Regions from separate parts of the Triticum aestivum genome. Here region 1 is linked to region 2. Evidence: chromatin contacts called from public Hi-C data. All regions are on one chromosome and are shown on one strand. Each heading gives the region's core, a stretch centred on a gene start, on an enhancer-like site or on the middle of the called end of the contact. The rest is flanking DNA. Distances are from core to core; before and after follow the strand shown.

Region 1 (5,690 bases), core at 432-2,931, 150 kb before region 2:
GCGCCCCCGACCGAAGTGGAGCTCCCTGCGTGTGGATCGGCATCGGGGATGCCTGGTCCTGACCAACGGTGGTTCCGCTATAACGTCGTCCGTGTCCGGATGCCTGTCCTAGGTCGTTATGCTGCACGTTGGTTGTGGTGGGTTCACCTTGGATGCCGGGGCGGCGGCCCTGGATGGTGAGGCTGCACGGGTGGCTCGGCGGCGGGCAGCGTGGCAGCGGTGGTGGCACCTTCTCTTGGCTATGCGGGTAGCAAGGGGAGGGGTGGCGGGTGGCCTTGGAGTTGTCGTAGCTTCGGCAATGGTGATCCCTTGGTCTGGATCTGGAGGCCTGGCGCGATTGGCCGCGACTTCCCTTCTTGGGGTGGGTCGGCAACCGTGAGTCCGCTGGTGGCACTTGTGTGGGTCCGAGCGAAAGCTCTGCGCTCCGGCGCCGGCAACGACGGCACCTACGGGTGTCGCTTCCCTCCTGGGGGTGTTGGTATGGGTCCCCTCTTGGACTCGACGACGGTGGCGCTCGGTGTCATCCCCTCTTGAGGGCGTCGTCGGTGGACCCTCGGTTCTTCTCGGTTGCAGATGGCTTATGGCGTCGGGTTTGCCTTCCCGCTGGCATAGTGCATCTTTGCCTCTGGCGAGGGGTGGCGTCGATGACCGTCTATCATTTAGACGTGTCCACGTGGTCTCCGTTCTCGGTCCTTGCCGTCTCTTGGCAGGAGCGGCGCTCCACGGCCCGGAGCGAGGGGGCCGGCTTGACGATGAGTCAGCCCTCTCCAGAGATGGCTCGGTGTTCGGATCCTCGTGACACGGTGGTTTCTCTTGGCGGCGCGGCTTCGATCCTCTTCAGTTGTCTTGGTTGTAGTGTGTTAGGGGTGGCCTCTCCTGTTCTTCATGTTTGGCGTTGGGTTTAGTTGCACTTGTGCCACTCACCCTGGGCCTTGTTTCTTTCATTCCGACCTGCTTGTATGAGGGTTTCCTCACCACCATGTATCGTTCGGCCGTTTGTGCCTTTATTTATAAAGGAGGGCGAAAGCCTATTTCGAGAAAAAAAGTCTTGGGCGACATGTTTGTCTTTTGACCAAGCGATTCAGCGCAAGGAGAAGGAGGAAGAAGATGAAAGACTTAGTGGCATGAACCAGGTTTACTATATATTCCAGGGCCTAGCCCACCAATTTTAATTTTAATTTTTTGCAAGAAAACTTCCGACTTATCCATCTCCAATCATGACAATAGAACGAGCATAGAAATAATAAAAATTACATCTAAATTCGTAGTACCTAGCGACGACTATAAAAACTGAAGCGAGCCAAAGACGACGATCTTAATTAACGGAGTCTCAGCCGTGCCTGAATCAGTGAATCCCCGGTACCATTTCGATTTCCTTTCTTTTATTACGATCGACGAATACACAAGTGTCCGTTGGGTGATAATGGGAGGGATATACGGGAATCATTGCCGCAGATAAACCCCTACCCTATCCTACTCTCCACGTCACTCCCATCATGGCTGAAATCAAAACTGAGATCGACTTCACAGTGCAGCGTTGCGTGCCCGTGACACGGACGAGTCCGTCACCCAAATCGCCGGAAGAGGATAAGCGATAGCGGCACAACAAACCGGGCACCAAAAGGGGACGGGCCGCGGGACTCGGATAGAACCAAACGTCCACGCCCCGGACTCTCGCTCACTCCCCCCCGTCCCGCGGGAGGAGGATGAGATAGCCCCACGACTTACTATAAGAAGGCCCGATCAGCCGACCCAGTCTCCCAGCAGTACACGCCAACACAGTGACACCACCGCAGTCACCGCCCGGAGCAGCAGAGAGTAGTATCGATCGCGCGCGGCCGCGGCGCGGAGGATGGTGGCCCGGGGAAGCGGCGCGGAGGAGGCGCCGCCGCCGACGCAGCAGCGCCTCGTCTTCGCCTACTACATCACCGGCCACGGCTTCGGCCACGCCACCCGCGCCCTCGAGGTACGCCTCTGTTTCCTCTCGGTCGGGGGTGACCGATGACGCGCGCGCCGTCCCCTGACCTGGGATTTTTATGATTTAATCCGTTCGATTCGCGCGCAGGTGGTGAGGCACCTGATCGGCGCGGGGCACGACGTGCACGTGGTCACCGCCGCGCCGGAGTTCGTCTTCACCACCGAGATCGACTCCCCCAGCCTCCACATCCGCAGGGTCCTGCTCGACTGCGGCGCCGTGCAGGCCGACGCGCTCACCGTCGACCGCCTCGCCTCCCTCGAGAAGGTCCCAATCCCAACCCCAAACCCCGACCCGACTGGCCGTGTCGTTTCTCTTTATTACTAACCCCGCCCCGCCTTGTGGTTGATTGACTGATCGTACGGTGGCCGCGGAATGCAGTACCATCAGACGGCCGTGGTGCCCCGCGAGGCGATACTCAGGACTGAAGTGGAGTGGCTCCACTCAATCAAGGCTGACTTAGTGGTACTTAAATTTTTTTCTCCTCTGGCGACTCCTGCCAGTTGATTTGTACTGTTATGTGATATCTGAAATCTCCATGAACGCTTGGCATGCAGCATCTGAATTCAGAGCTATGTTGTCTGTTGACCATGGGCAGGTTTCGGATGTTGTCCCGGTGGCGTGCAGGGCGGCTGCAGACGCTGGCATTCGCTCCGTGTGTGTCACGAATTTCAGGTGAGTTGTTCCTCTGCTTGCTTCGTTCCAAGTGTTGCAAATACCATGAGGCTGTACAAAACGACCGAGCCAGTTGTCATGTAGGTTGTACCCTAAGTATTTTAGGGAAACAGTGTTTACTTACTTATACTGTAACTGTAGTCAACTCAACTAATTTATGTCTATTTTCTGCTGCTAACATCTTGATGGCATGGCACATACATACTGATGTATTTTGTGTAACTTCTTTATGGTCTGTGCATAAATTGTTATCTGCTATATTTAAGCCACAAAATTCTGCAGCTCTGTGTAATGCTAACAATACCATATCCATATAGTTATAAAAAAACAATACCTTATAATTCAATTACTCCCTCCGTTCACAAATATAAGATGTTTTAACTTTTTTCTGAATCGGATGTATATAGACACGTTTTAGTGTGTTTGTTCACTTATTTCAGTCCGTATGTACTCCATATTGAAGTACTCCCTCCGTCCCAAAATTCTTGTCTTCAATTTTGTCTAGATACGAATGTATCTAACACTAAAACGTGACTAGATACATCCTGGGACAGATGTAATATTTGTTAACGGAGGGAGTAGCTTTTATCTGGAACTGACAGGCAGTATGCAAATAATTGTTTTTATAATTTTTTCATAGTCATCTTATTTGGGTTTCCATACAGAAATGCCCTGATCTTTATCTTCAATTTGCAGTTGGGACTTCATTTATGCAGAGTACGTTGTAGCAGCTGGAAATCATCATCGCTCAATTGTGTGGCAGGTGCCTTGCTTGCAGACTTAGTTCCTTATTGTAGCACTTGCTGGCATGCTAAATTCAAGTTTAAAAGTTTTCTACCTTTAGGATAAATCTTGTATATATGCTGGTTTGTTATTAAATGCAGTGTTAATTAGTTGGGTGGCACTAAGTTTTAAAAGCATCCTCCTTCCAGAGCTGAAATCGACATCTGTATTTTTCCTTAATATTGGCCATTCACAGTGTACATATGCAAGCTGCGATTTATTACGTTTGTTTAATAACCATGTACACCTGTTGACAATAACTGTAGATAGCAGAGGATTACTCACATTGTGAGTTCTTACTACGACTCCCTGGATACTGCCCTAGTATGTCCCCCTGTCTGAGTGATGATATTTCCAAAGATCTTAAATATTGACTTGCACTTCTCATGAATAAGAAGTGATTGATTTTATCTTCTACAGTGCCTGCTTTCCGTGATGTTATTGATGTGCCTCTTGTGGTGAGAAGATTACACAAATCTCGATCCGAGGTATGTATGATTCTGCTTGAGAATGTTACTCTATAATCCATATTATTTGTGTCTAACTTCTACAATTTTCATATATCAGGTGAGAAAGGAACTAGGGATTGCAGAGGATGTTAAGGTGGTCATTTTCAACTTTGGAGGACAGGTGGGCCATTAACTAAGCAGGACTTTTTTCTTATACGTGGATGCTTTACTTCATTTTAATAAATTAACTGATGACAGCTAATCACACATATCTGTTAAATTTTGATCTTTGTTTTTTATACTAGTTCAATATTAATGTCATTATGATGATACTACTCTATTCTCCAGCCGGCAGGATGGAAATTGAAGAAAGAGTGGTTGCCTGATGGTTGGCTTTGTTTGGTACAGTTTGTTTGACGACAATTTATATATTTCCTTTCAGTGCCTTGCCAACCTTTCTGACTAAAATTATGCTATTTTCTGACAGGTATGTGGTGCATCTGATACTCAAGAGCTTCCTCCAAATTATGTCAAGCTCGCAAAGGATGCGTACACACCTGATTTAATGGCAGCATCTGACTGCATGCTTGGTAAACACAATGTTATAAACATTGGTGTTATTTTCTCTGTTGTTCCTTTTCTTGCCCGACACATAACAATTGTGGCTCTCTCATGTAGGGAAAATTGGATATGGTACCGTGAGTGAGGCTTTGGCGTACAAGCTGCCATTTGTATTTGTTCGTAGAGATTATTTCAATGAAGAGCCTTTTCTGCGGAATATGCTTGAGGTTAAAACATCTCTGAGCATCACCTTACATAAATGGTATTTCAGGCTATATAAGACTGTCATTCAGGTACCATGACACGCTGTCTTGTATGCTCTTTTGTCCCTTAAAAAACAGCATTATCAATGTGGCATTGAGATGATACGGAGGGATTTACTTACTGGACATTGGAAACCTTATCTGCTACGTGCTTTAACACTTAAGCCCTGCTATGATCGTCCAATAAATGGTGGCGAGGTAATTTACTTTCCGCTCCCAGGTGCAATATTTGTGAATGTTATTTGCCAACTCAATTATAAATCATGTTGATGATTATATTTCCACAGAACAACCAGGGACAATTTGGTTTTAAATATAAGAAGCATTTAAATAGCTTGCAGAATCAGTTCTTCCAAAAAATCAGGAGGCAGCAACTTAATATCCCATTTCCTGTTTTCCTTAGAACAAGATATAACGTTTATGCAGTCCAGGCCACTTATTAGATTGCATTGCAAACCCTTTTATGCATTCTAAGCTTTTATTTCTTCGTTCAGGTGGCTGCACATATCCTCCAGGACACTGCTGTCGGGAAGAAGTATATTTCTGGCAAGGTGAGTGACTGTACATATAATAATGCTGACTATGATCATTGGGCTTATTTCACCTTCTGTTGTACCTTGATTTTTGCTGATTTGGAAATTTTAAACTATAAACTTTTGTTAACAAATTTCACATCTTTTGCCCTTATTTAATAAACTTGATTGATTGTACAATTATAGTTGAGCGGGGCAAGACGATTACGTGATGCCATAGTGCTAGGATACCAACTACAGAGGGCTCCGGGGAGAGATGTAGGAATTCCTGAATGGTATTCTCTCTCCGAGAAAGAAATCGGTGTTCGCCCAGCAGTAGCACCCGCGTCTCGTCGGATTAATGGAAGTGCAGGATCGTAAGTTCACATTTCCTTTCTTTTTCCTTCATATCATTTGCCGATTCTCCAAGAGTGTATGATGTTATGTTCCCATTTATATATCTTTACCTTTT
Region 2 (5,473 bases), core at 1,318-3,817:
ATGTTAACATCTTGGTTAGTTGTATTCACTATTTGTCTTCACCATTATGGATTCATGTGTACTACAGCCATCATCAAAGCTGCAAAAGAAATGCAGTGAAGAATGTAGTTTAGATGTGTCAGCTTATAGCTGTAAGGGAAAATGCTCCTCAGATTAGGTTTTCTTTTGGATATATATGTAGCTTTATCAGTTGAAACGAGTAGTAGGGATGAGAACTGAAAACTTTCCCAGAGTTGTTAGAGACCTGAGACACTTAGGCAAATCTGAAGATAGTATGTTCTTGGGAAGAACATTTGTACTGGACTATTGTTGGGTTGTGTGTAGCCCTTGTTAAGGTCACCATCCCCAAATAGAAACTGCTAGGTTTACTAAAAAAGATGGAACTGCGATATGAAATTTGGTTCAATCTACTGTTTGGTCTTATCAAACACCCATATGAAATTTGGTTCTAAATCCGACAAATGGACCTGTCAGCCGTTCATGGCATACTGGAAATGTGATGAGTTTTGTTGATTATTGCCAGGACTACCTCTAACACATGTTTTTTGAAAGTACGACTTTCTCTACCCCTTATTTTGGCTGAATTTTGTGACAGAACTTATTAACTGTTCATTGATCAAGAGGGATGAAGAGTGTGACTGATAGGTATATACCATAGGCAAAATTTTACATGACAGCACATCGCATGAACAGGCAAAAGGGCTAGTACAACATACGCAAAACAAATTCAAGTTTAATTTGTTTCACATGCAAGTGTCTCAAGCAGCATTGAGGGATCCAAAAAGCACAGAAAAAACGTAGAGTTGAACACCTCGAGCCTTGGTCACAAAATATGAAAACTATTTTTTTGCTAGGTTGATGGCAATCCGATGAATATCTTATTTACAATTCACATTAGAGCTGGTTGAACAAAGCACATACAATAAATTGGCGAATTAATCCTTCTGGAAGAATGATTGGCAAGCTTCAATCATGTGTCTCAGATTCAAGCTGTTCCAGTTCCTCCCTGAAATCTTGTGTCATTGTAATATAGTCCTTCAGATGCACTTTCTTCCATTCCTACAGATACCACATAGTATACAGGTCAGTGCTTGAATGGATACTACGGAAACATGTCCCAGAAAACCGAAGAGAGCAAGACATTGCCAAACAGCATATACCGCCACCGGTGAGCAGCACATAATGGCATACTCAGAACTTCATTAAATCAAGCACGTGCTTTTCTTAGAGCTAGTAAATTAGTGATGTTATTCTTCGTATCAGAATTCGTATCAGCTGAGCAAATGGAGACTGTTTAACAAATACTCCCTCCGTCCCATAATATAAGAACGTTTTTGACACTACACTAGTGTCAAAAACGTTCTTATATTATGGGACAGAGGGAGTAGTAGCATTATACGTGTAATTTAATAAACATAGTATGTTGCAACAGCTTTGCTTCTCATAGCATCACCAGATTGGTGCATGCGCTGAGTTCCATAGTGGCGGTGTTTGTTTGCCTTTCATTCACAATACAAAAAATGCTCAAGATTAGCATGAAGGGAAACACTCACATCAAAATCCCATTCCCCATAGAGGTCAGGATCATCCACATTCCCCCATATATATGCATAGGCGATCATATCCGCCGAATCCTGCAAACCCAAAGTACTCAATCCTGTTTGAACAGTCTAGCGAAGAATTGCTCTCTAAGATGCCAAAGAAAGGTGGTCTTTCATGTTAGAACAAAACCACTTGATAACAGTACTATCTGCGTGCCTCCAAACAATCATGAAAAAGGCTGTCAGGATAACTGATTTCAACTGAACATTCCACTGAATTTTGTGGTTCGGCATGAATCCGGCTACCATCGACTGGAGCAGAGACCTAGGCCGGCGAATGGACTTACGGCCAGCGAGATGCCAACAGTTTCCCTGACATACTCCTCATCCTCAAAGATGTCCAGCACATCGAGCTCCCTGTCAGTGATCCCCTGCCAAACCTGCAGCACAGACACAGGAACAGATTGTCACTCGTTCTGCACTTCAACCGTTCCATACTGACAGTACTCGCCATTTCTCACATCTTAACTTGCACTCGTCAGACTAAGAAAATTAACACCAAGCATACGCGATGTGTGTGTGTGGGATTGCGCGCACCTTCCCGGGGACTTTGCTGCCGTCGACGGGCAGGATCGCCGGGTAGACGCGGCCCCTGATGCTGAGCCTCTGGCTGCGAAAAAGGCAACGTGAGAAGAGCGACAGGGGGCGCAGAGGGAGAGGGAGAACACAGGACGAACACCGGGTGGAGTGGAGCGGAGGGCGCACGCGCGCACGTACTGGTTGGGGAGGAGCGCGGGGGAGGACGGCGGGACGCGGCCGAGGAGGACGCGCACGACCTCCTCCGCCATCAGGGTGCCGTAGACGAACACGCTGTGGGCGGCCGCGGCGGCGGGAGCCGGCGGAGGAGGCGACGCCATGCGGGGAGAGAGTAGCCGCCGGTGACAGCTGCGAAGAGGGGAGGGCGAAACAGAGGCCGAACGCTGCACGAAGATGCGTATCTGGTACTGTATCAGCATTCGTATGACAGGTGGGTCCAAATGACGTGGCCGGGCGAGCAGTTGGAGCGTGCTCACTACTGATGGGTCCCCTTGAGGGTGGCTCAGTCTAGACATTATTTTTTGGAAATGATAAATTCCGAACGTTCGGATTTTAAGCATGGCAGTTTGAATGTTTTTTATGACAACTTTAGTTCACACGAGGTTGGCAAACGTAATAATTTTGTAAAAAAATAATTAGAACAAAGTCGTCATGTCTTAACAACTAAAGTTGCCACCTTGCATCAACTAAAGTTGCCATGAAAAAACGTTCGGATGACATGCCTAAAATCCGAACGTTCGGGATTTATCAAGGTCCTTGTTTTTTAAAGGGTGACATTGTGTTTTATTTAAGGTTGCTGACCATGGATGTACAATCTCCGAATCGTGGGGATCTGTTTGAGTAAAACATCAACGAGGGACTCCCTCTTTGTTCTTTGATTCAAAGGATTTCTAAAACACGGAGATGTTGCAAAAACAAAGTGATCAAATGTTTCAATGGTGTGAGGTCAGTGAAAGAGGCATAGAACAAAAGGAGGCACCGTAACTTTTCAACAACATTGAAGTGGCATCGGCATCATGAGCATTGAGCCTATCGAGGAGTAAGCATCAACCACTGCAAAAAGAAAAGGATAAAATATCAAGCAAAGTCATCATCGTGGCTTCACATCACATCACATCATGCGTTTTCAATAATCTCCTTGAAAGAATTCAGAATTTACAGCCTATTCGATTTATAGCCTATGGAGCCTTGGCGATAGTATCTTGAACCACAACTAAGCTGCAGAGCTGCCTCGGGTGATAACTAAGGCCGAAATTGCTTGCCTTGGTTGGCTAGTATGCAGAAGAAAACATTGGAGTGCCCTCATTGGCTGGAAAAGACAAATCTAGACGACTATATTCATGCCACTTATCCTAGGATGACAAGACATGTCCCTGGTTACTAATGAACTAGTACTCTCTAAATGCGTTATGAAACTGAAGGAACTTGGTTTTTTTTTTATGGTTTCTGATGAATATATTTTTACTATGATTTCAATTTACCATATATTTATAAAAGTTGCGAAAGTACACCTGAGATGGAGGCCAGCTTGTTACTTGACTGATATGAACGCTCTGTATAATTTCAATCTAGTTATTTTATTTTTATTTAGGACAGTAAAATTGAGCCATTTTCCAGCCCTCCCATGTCCCGTATGCGTTTCTGACCATCTGTTTTCCTGATCTGGCCATCCAGGCCGTTAGATTTTTTTCTTTAGCAACTCCAGGCCGTTAGATTTGCTGTGCTGAACCGCATCTGCTAACTTGGGCCAAAAATTCTGGAGGGGCGCTTTTCCCGGGTACAATGGGCCTCTGTCCCTAGCCCATGTAGCTAGCAGGACTGGGGAACTGCTCGGTCGATCGTTAAAAAAAACAAAGAAAAAAAACAGGAGCGCCGCTTGGTCGCCTCGTCCATCGAGAGGACGACGGGATCGTTTGGCGAGGCGAGATGGCGAGTCGCAGGCGGAGAGGCTGGGCGGGCGAGGCGGGCGGCCGCCGGCAAAAGGGGGATCCAGATCCAGGAGGCGAGCCGGGCGAGGCCAGGTTGCTGCAGGTGGAGAGCGGAGGCAAGTCGAGCCAGATGACGCGGGCGATACGGCCCCTGCTTCTAACGCAGCGTATCCGATCTCCAATGGATAGCGACCGTTAATTATGTTCCAAAATTACTTATTTGTTGATCCGATCTTCCAGCATGCTCCAGGTTAAATTGATCTATGCAGATCTCTCTAAGTCAAATTGGTCTAGGCAGATGATTACCACCGCCAGGGTACCAATTCCAATTGTGACGGTGCTTGATCTTGGGAATGGCTGCCATGTAGAGAAAATGGGGAAATTAGCACAACATCGTTGGCTCCAAGCCAGACGCAGCTCACAATATTCTATTCTAGCTGATGCCTAATGCAAACGCAGTCTCTCAACTCTCGGATGAACCGCTGGGGAAGGTGCATGTGATGTGAGTGGTAATCCCCTATAATTCAGTCTGATATGCCAGCTCTTGGTTCATAGATGTTCATATCATAACTATTAGACTCAGTGATGGTGAGTTCACATACTGTTGACAGCTTGGGATGCAATATTGTAGTCGGTATTCAGAAAGCCAACTGCTATGACTGTCTTCATTTTCTGGTTTTTGAATTTGGATGTACCAACTGCTCTTTATGTCTTGTGTATCACAACAATGGCTAGCTTACACGATTGATTACCTGCTGACTTGTGCATACAAGTTTTTCACTTTACAGGTTTTCTTATTGAGAATACTTTTTTTTCAGGTTACTAATAAGTTCCTTTGAATGTACACACAGGAAAACCTCTTATACTCTCGCGTGTTTGGAGATGGAAGTCTCGGGCCCTGGCGACGCGCCCCCGCCCCCGGCGGGCGCTGCGGCCGGCGTTCCCCCCCCCCCCCTCCCCCTCCCCCGCCCGGCTTCCCCGCCTCCTGCGTCGCCTGCCTCCTCGCCGCTCCCGTCCTCCCTCAGAGGTGTTGCCGCGGATCCGTTGGGCGGACCTCGCCGAGGAGGACGACCCCCCCTGGCCGACTGCCCTGGCCCCTCCCGCCCCCCCGCCCCCCCGGTTCGTGCGTCGCCGACCAGCGTGGCCGCTGGCTCAGCCTCCCGTTGCGGAGGTTCTGCCTCCGGCTCGCGGCGGCGCGCCCAGAACCGGCTAATGAGCTCTGCTCGTCCGCCTCGGGGCCAAGGCGCAGCCTTGCGGGGCTCGGGAGGCCGCCGACGCCGCTCCTAGGGAGTGGCGGGCCGGTCTGACTTGGGTTCGGCTCGGTCCTCATGGCGGGCGTCCACGGCGTCCCCTCCTCGGCTGGCGCCGGCGACTCCCTCGGCTCTTCCCGCCTCCCCGCCCGCCGGC

What was found. A called contact is a pair of places that touch in the nucleus more often than the background predicts.
Region 1: a Hi-C map of leaf shows a contact between it and region 2, with 4 times the contacts expected there. The contact joins the promoter of LOC123143751 here to the promoter of LOC123143749 in region 2. A contact is called at or near these places in 4 of 5 Hi-C or Micro-C datasets (leaf, root and an unstated tissue).

Annotation. Positions count from the first base shown.
Region 1 is chr6D:87,166,948-87,172,637 of IWGSC CS RefSeq v2.1, reverse strand. LOC123143751 (L-arabinokinase) reads left to right here and starts at 1,681. Exons shown (of 28, transcript XM_044562724.1): 1 at 1,681-1,966; 2 at 2,066-2,242; 3 at 2,357-2,440; 4 at 2,574-2,650; 5 at 3,347-3,413; 6 at 3,700-3,757; 7 at 3,854-3,921; 8 at 4,001-4,063; 9 at 4,231-4,284; 10 at 4,370-4,472; 11 at 4,561-4,670; 12 at 4,785-4,904; 13 at 5,201-5,257; 14 at 5,426-5,595. The coding sequence starts at 1,853.
Region 2 is chr6D:87,019,166-87,024,638 of IWGSC CS RefSeq v2.1, reverse strand. LOC123143749 (AIG2-like protein D) reads right to left here and starts at 2,567. Exons shown (of 5, transcript XM_044562723.1): 1 at 2,319-2,567; 2 at 2,139-2,211; 3 at 1,889-1,981; 4 at 1,554-1,634; 5 at 820-1,059. The coding sequence starts at 2,557. The coding sequence ends at 967. It overlaps LOC123143748 (auxin response factor 5), which reads left to right. Exons shown (of 14, transcript XM_044562720.1): 14 at 1-410.